2 separate regions of the Mus musculus genome follow, and region 1 is linked to region 2. The links are chromatin contacts, called in public HiChIP or PLAC-seq maps. All regions are on one chromosome and are shown on one strand. Each heading gives the region's core, a stretch centred on a gene start, on an enhancer-like site or on the middle of the called end of the contact. The rest is flanking DNA. Distances are from core to core; before and after follow the strand shown.

Region 1 (3,632 bases), core at 168-2,667, 280 kb after region 2:
TTTCTTATGCCATTTGTCTGACATCTTCCTGCCTTTGTTTTTAGCTGTTTGTATTTTCTATTCTAACATATGTTTCCTTTCAACAAATCCAAAAATCTTTGTATTTGGGTTAGGTTTTTTTTTTTTTTTTTCAACTTGGCACAAGCTAGATTCATGGGATGAGGAAACCTCAATTGAGAAAATGTCTCCTTAAGATCGGCCTGTAGGGAAGTCTGTGGGGAATTTTCTTGATGAGTGATTGAGATAGGTAGGTCCAGCCCACTTTGGGCAGTGCTACCCCTTAGCAAATGGTGCTGGGTTGTATAAGAAAAAATAATGAGTGAGCCATGGGGAGCAAGCCAGAAAGCAGAGCTCCTCTGTGTCCTCTGTTGTAGTTCCTGCCTCCAGGTTTCTTCCTTGATTTTCTGTTCCAACTTCCTTTAGTGATGGAATTTTATCTGGAGTATAAGACAAAACTAACCCTTGTTGTCCCATGTTGCTTTTGGTCAGTGTTCCATCACATCAAGAGAAAGCACACTGTGGCAATAACAACCACACAGGAACAGACTGTAGCAAGCTTACACAGTCTGTTCATACTTGCCTGTATCAATGCTCTATCTGGACTCTCATTTTTTTTTTCTGTACTTGTTTGTTCTAGTGACGTCCTAGACCATAAAATTTTAGTTTCCCTGTTGTTAAATTGAGTTATTTCTTTAGTGATTGCTCTAGTACAGAGCTAACCATATACAGCTCAATTCATTAGAGCCAGGTTTGTGCAACTTTGGATTTTAGGCAAATACAAACATGTGCAGTACTTCTTCTCCTTTCCTGACTGCTACTGTGAGACATATCATTTACAGGTTATATATTCAGCAATGCAGTTGTAATGATCAGTTATATCTGTTAATCTAAGAAAATAAATGGGCAGTGATTATATAGTTTTGTGTTTGTTTTATCACTCTTCTCGGTCACTCTGTTTCTCTTCATTGTTCTTATGGATTTCAAATTAGATGTGGTGTCACGTTCCAGTCCAGTCCAGCTTGGTACTGCTTGTCTCCTTTGCTCCTTTGAGCTGTTATTGTACAATACATGTCTCTATGTCATGGACTCAGTGTGGAATTATTTATATACAATAAATATATATATATATATATATACTCACAGCCACATATATTAGTTAAGAGAAGAAAGGAACATGTGCATTGAACTGTCTTTTACGATGTCATAATTAACCTTACCTGTGCTCTTGCTTACTTGTAAGGATTTGAAGTATTGCTTTGGTCACTGGCCCCCACCCTGAAGGTTTTCCTTTCGTACTGTAAGGTGGGTGCTCTTAGCGGATATTCCTTCTCTGAACTTTCAGTGTGTCCTGAAAACGCAGGCGTCTGGGCTCCGTTGTTTTTGCATAATCTCTTACCTTTGCTGTGGTTTCTTTGTGCATGGTACATTATTTCCTGCAGCTTGCAAACACGGCTCTTTGGTTTCACTTCCCAACAGTTCTATTGTGATCTGCTTGGTGTATTTTTTTCTGAGGCTTTTCCGTGCTATGATAAGCTTCCACTGTGTTTTCTATTTTTTATGTTTGGGACATCCTCAATGACTGTTCTCTTTCGCTCTTCTGCCTCTTTCTTCCTTCTGACATTCTGATTCCAACTGAAGTCTACTGCTGAGTCCCTTTTGTGACCTCTGAATGTTGGCTTCCACGCTTCCTATACGCAGAGACTCTTTTCTGGCTCCTTACAGTTTATACTTCTGAGTCGAGATTCTGCTTGACAAGACCTTGCTTTACGCTTTCCTCCTTTAGGTGTGGCCCTTTCTGTCTGTGAAAATGGGCTTAATTTCTTGAAGTCTTTGAAGTCGCTTTAAAGCAGCAGCTCTGAACCTGTGGGTCATGGGGGAGGTTACATAGCAGATCTTTGCATTGCTCTTCATAATGAAACAAAGTTACAGCTATGAAATAGCTGTGAGATCATTTTATGGTTGGGGTCACCACAACATGAGTCCCAGCATCAGGGAGATTGAGAATTGCTGCTTTAAAGTCTTTGTTTATTGTCTGAACTGCCTCCCCCCCTCCCCCCGCCCCCCACATATGGGTTAGAGTTTACCTGTTTTTGTTACATTCTGTTTATCTGGTTTCCAATAGCTTCTGGTTTTGTTACTGAATGCCTTGATTTTAGAGTATGTATTCTAACAATGCTGGGAACTGACACCCCCTCCTGGCACTGTTTTTGCTGTTATCTTCCTATTCACTTGTCAGTGTCCTGGCCAGATCGGTACCATCTGCTTCTGGGTGTGTAGTCACCTCTATCTAGCCTTGCTCCAAGGTACAGAAGAAAATGGTGACAGTTTAGACAACAGTCTTCAACCATCTCTTACTCCGGCCTCCTTTAAACTCCTTGTCGAACCTGGAAACACCCCCAGTGTTTAGACTGCGTTGTTGCATAACAAACTTATTGCTTTCCTCTGTGTCTTGGCTTAAAGGTCTTTGCAGAGTCATAGCGTTTGACTTCAGGAAGCCCTTTAGTTGTCTCTTCTCTGGTTCCTGTGAAATACCTATACCCCTGTGGGGTAGCTTCTTGCTGCACAGCAACACCAGCTTTCTCTTACCCCCTCACCACCAATGCTCCCACTTGTTTTTGAAAACATCCTCAAGCCAGACAGTCGTAGGACACACCTTTAATCCCAGTACTTGGGAGGCAAAGGCAGGTGGATCTTGGTGAGTTCTAGGTTGGCCTGGTCTAGGGAGTGAGTTCCAGGACAGCCGGGGGTACACAGAGAAACCCTGTCCTGAAAAACAAAACAAAACAAAACAAAACAAAACAAAACAGAAAACAAACAAACAAAAAAGCAAGCAAGCAAGCATCCTTAAACCCCATAGCTTCCCATACTCTATATCAAACAAAACAAAGCTAGGTTCCCTGGGGACAGTTTAGGAATAATCATTTCTTGTGCACGTCCATCTTTCTGTTCACAGAAGGAGCCCTGAACCACTGATCAAGCTGAGAACAGAGAAAGCTGCCTGCTGTTCTCAGAGCAACGGGCTTGCTATGGCTGAGCAAGCACGATCTGCATTGCTTTCCTGTTTGTCGGGCCTGTGTGAGAGCTGGGATAAGGTCAGCCAGGGCTCTTTTTCCATGGCATAGTGTACCTAGCATGGAGTGTCTCGCCTTCATTGAGAGTGTGTTAAGAAAGAGAGCTCTTGACCACTCACTTGTGTTGCCAGACATTTCAATCCCACAACCTGGAATTAAGTGGGACATGATAAAGGCTGGCTCTCTCTCCCTGTGTCCCCTGATGGGGTGCTAATATCGAGGGGGTCTACATTGTCTTGCCGCAGACGATAACTAGAGCTGTGTCATGCTAACCAGGAGGCTGACAGTGGAGAGGGTTATGCTAAAGTAGCTGGCCTATTCTTCAGATTTAGACAGTCTCTTCAACAAATATTTCTAAATATGATGTTTGCTTTTGAAAATAATATTAGTTCTCTAAGAATTTCATACAATGTCTTTTGATCATACTCTCTTAACTCTTCCTATAATTACCCCCTATCCCGAGCTTTTGTCCCCGCCGGCAAGAACACACTCGGGACACCCGGAATCTTCTGCGGCAAAAGCTTTTATTGCTTCTTCAGGAGGGAAGACCCCGACCCCAGA
Region 2 (3,649 bases), core at 428-2,927:
TTACTACGTAGCTGTGAGCTGTCACTATCCTGGAACTCATTATTTAGACCAGGCTGGCCTTGAACTCACAATCAGCCTACTGTTGCCTCCCAACTGCTAGAATTAAGGATGTGATATCTGGCCATGTTTTGATTTTTAAATTTACTTTTCATTTATGTGCATATGGATGGTGTATATGTGTAGTGTGTGTGTGTGTGTGTATGTGTGTGTGTGTGTGTGTGTGTGTGTGTGTGTATCCCTTTGGAGGTCAGAAAATAACTTAAGAGTTGGTTCTCACCTTCCACTCTGTTTTGAGGCAGAGTCTCTCTTGGCTTTGTGTCACTGTGTATTTCAGCCTAGCTGGTTCCCGGGTCTCTGGGCAATTGTGTTTCTACCTCCCATCTCACAGCGGGAGAGTGGAGACTACAGATTCACACTGTGCTTCTGGCTTTGTGCATGGTACCCTGTGATCTGAACTCAGACTCTCAGGCTTGAGTGGTAAGCAGGGTTATCTGCTTGTTCACACTGTTTTATTCTCAAGAGGCTTGCTGCAGGGGTTAGTGAGGGGCTCTAGAGTCATAGAACTTATGGAACGGATCTGTCTCTCTCCCTCTCTCTCTAAATATCGTTATCATCTATCTATCTATCTATCTATCTATCTATCTATCTATCATCTATCTATCCATCTATCTGGGATTTATTGGAATGACTTACAGGCTGCAGTCCAATAGCTAACTGTGAGTGGAAAGTCCAATAATCTAGCAGTTACTCAGTTCTATAAGGCTGGGTGTCTCAGCTAGACTTCTGTCTATGATGGAATCCCAAAGAAGGAGCCTCCAAGGCCAGGAATGGATGTGCTAGCAAGGCGAGAAAGCAGGCAAAGAGCAAATGTTTCCTTTTTCTATGTCCTCATGTAGGTTACCAGCAGAGGGTGTGGTTCAGATTAAAGGTGTGTCTTAAAGCCTCAAAGGTCCAGACTACAAGTGGATTCACATGCTACAAACCACTGTGGGTGTGCCCTCCACTTCTAGATTGTAGTTCATTCCAGATACAGTCAGGCTGACCACCAAGAATAGCCATTACACTGCATTACCCACACTGGGTAATGGTAATTATCCTTCTGCCTCTGCCTCCCTACTGCTGGGCTGTGTCATCTGCTTCCAACCTAATTTTGATCTGTTTCTGTTTGCTGGGTCCTACAGGTTGTTGCTTCTGTTCTGGGAACTCCAGTCTGGTCACTGTTTCCCATAGCCATGTTTCTGCTGGAGTATAGCTCTAAGTGACTCTTCCACTACACAGAGGAAAGCCGAGAAAAGAGATCAGGGCAACGACAAGAGAGAGGCCAGAGTTACTCATGAGGAAAGATGTGGAAACATATGTCTGGGATAGATTGAGAAGAAAGGGGAGGAGAGGATAGGAAAGGGAGGGAGGGAAAGGGGAAGGGAAGAGGAGATGGAAGGGGAGGAGAGAAGTTTATTTTAACATTTTATAAGCTCTGCTGCTGAAACTTCTTAGCGTCTCCCAACCACCAAGCCAAGTAGAACAGTTTCATTTCTCCTTGGAGAGATTTAGAGTGTGGCACAGGCTGGCTTCTGTGTCTTGGAGAGACCAGATGAAATCTCTTTGACTTTGGAAGTCCTCAATGTGCGCATGGACAGACAGAAGAGCTCATGGCCCGAGAGAGGTACTCCCTCCTTAGCCTCCAGGTGGCGCTGTGGTGCACTTCCTCATCGGTATTCTGCCCATACAATACATGGTGGGGCATGGTAGCTATTCTTCCTTTCGCTTTAAAAAAAAGGCAAACATGAAATCAAAACAAGAGATGGAGGAGATCTAATTAGGAGTTCATAAAGCAGGGTTGGTATCTCCATTATCAGGCCGGAGCAAGACGGCTGTTTTCTTTCTACTCTGTCACTGATATAAATGAGTTTTTAATTCCCCCTTTTGTGAAGAGCAGGTTATCACACTCTATTCATTAAGTGATTCGAGGCTCTGCATCGGGGTTTAACCGTGGTTTAAATTAGCAGGCTCTGCCTTTGACATCCTTAGAGGGACAGAAATAAGGAGGCCAGAGAGAGGTAACAAACCCTCTTATGTACCCATCGGGTCTGGATTTGGGTGCTGAAAGATGCAGGCATGACCTTGGACAGACTGGAGGTGAACGCTGGAGCCCTGAGTGGAAGGGTGGATGGGTCTCCTGCTGTGCCCTAGGTGGCCTCCTGTCTCATTATAGTGAAGTCATTGTTACCTCTTCTTTCACAGAGTGCTGTGGCTTCTGTGACTTCCTGTCTGGAAGTCCCTGCTGCACCCGCTCTGGTTCCCCTACTTACTGCTGTTGCCCTTCTCCAAGTTCACACCCCTCCACCTGTCTGCAACCACCAAATGCTCTCAAGAGCCAGTGGTTCTCAACCTGGGGGTTGAAAGGCCCTTTCACAGGGGTCACCTAAGACCACCAGAAAACACAGATATTTAACATTGCAATTCATAACGGTAGCCAAGTTACAGATGTGAAGTAGCAATGAAAATCATTTTATGGTTAGGGTCACCACACCATGAGAAACTGGACTATTGCATGGTCACAGCATCAAGAAGGTTGAGAACCACTGTTCTAGGGGGAACACACACCAACTCCCTACAACCATTAGACTTTCCTCTTGGATTTCTCTTGGCTTTTAAAATATTATAGATGACTGATGCTTGTGTATCTTTGTTTATCTTGCCTGATAAAGTAGACCCCAGGGTCAGGACCCTCAAGTTTACTGCTCATATACAGACGTTCATGTCTATTCAAGACAGAGCAAAGAGAACCAGGTCCCAGTGAGGAGGCAAAGAGAAGTCCGCAAGCATTTAAGAAGGGCATGACTGTACTCTTCAGTCAGTCTTTGGGCTTGGGCTTTGGCTTCTCAGTGAGGCAGTACTCAGTAACTTCCATCTGGTCCTGCAGTATGGTTCATCCTCAGTCGACCTTTACCCTCATTTGCTGGTTAGGTAAATTTGTGTTTTGCAGTGCTAGGGATGGAACCTAGGACATTTCACACCAGAGCCCTCTGAGCTACATCCCCAGCCATACATGCCTACCATGTGATGGAGTCCCAAGCCAGGGGCACTGTTGACTTTCACTGACCTGTGCAGATCTGTGTTTGAGAGACGTGGGGTCTGAGGACTGGAAAGAACAGGAGGGACTACAGCCTAATGCTATTGACACACTTCCTTCAGTCTCAGTTTACTTTTATGCATGAATGCAACAAAGAAAGCAACGATGCAAGGAAGGTTGTTTGAGTTCACGAAAACATGATCAGAAAAACATGTAAACAGATGCCAGTAAGGACCTACTAAACACTGACAGAGTAGCCTTTTTCCCAGAACTTTCTCAGGACAGATCAATTTAAACAAAACTGTCTGGCACGTTCTATAGATTATATCTGGGAAAGCATAAAAACAAAGCATGTCCAAGTTCAGGGTACACCATATTGGGTTCTATAGCTATGACCTGACATCCAACAATAACAAACATGTATTATAAATTGAATGTAAATGTTTGTTACAGGAGGCACGAGATCACATCCAAAAGCAACATAAAAAATAAAACACATTGCTCACTGTGGTCATTTCTTTGACTGTGATTGGACAGGGCACACTCAGAAAGTAGAGTGCAGTACAGCGTGGAGCG

Evidence for each region. HiChIP or PLAC-seq counts read pairs in DNA pulled down with a chosen protein or histone mark.
Region 1: a contact with region 2 is called in a RAD21 HiChIP or PLAC-seq map of pro-B cells, with 2.9 times the contacts expected there. The contact joins two enhancer-like sites. A contact is called at or near these places in 1 of 15 datasets of contacts at CTCF or cohesin (pro-B cells) and 1 of 484 Hi-C or Micro-C datasets (the HPC-7 cell line).

The regions. Positions count from the first base shown.
Region 1 is chr8:23,885,299-23,888,930 of GRCm38.p6, forward strand. The region is part of intron 3 of Zmat4 (zinc finger, matrin type 4); the gene reads left to right. Among named protein-coding and RNA genes, the nearest start is that of Gm51564, 160 kb to the right of the region's middle. Within about 2 kb of position 1,418, at least 16 of the 459 cell types and tissues checked have an H3K27ac peak or open chromatin away from gene starts, as enhancers often do. A contact at or near this core is called in pro-B cells, where this site is marked.
Region 2 is chr8:23,603,989-23,607,637 of GRCm38.p6, forward strand. No RefSeq gene overlaps it. Among named protein-coding and RNA genes, the nearest start is that of Gm30471, 43 kb to the right of the region's middle. Within about 2 kb of position 1,678, at least 4 of the 459 cell types and tissues checked have an H3K27ac peak or open chromatin away from gene starts, as enhancers often do. A contact at or near this core is called in pro-B cells, where this site is marked.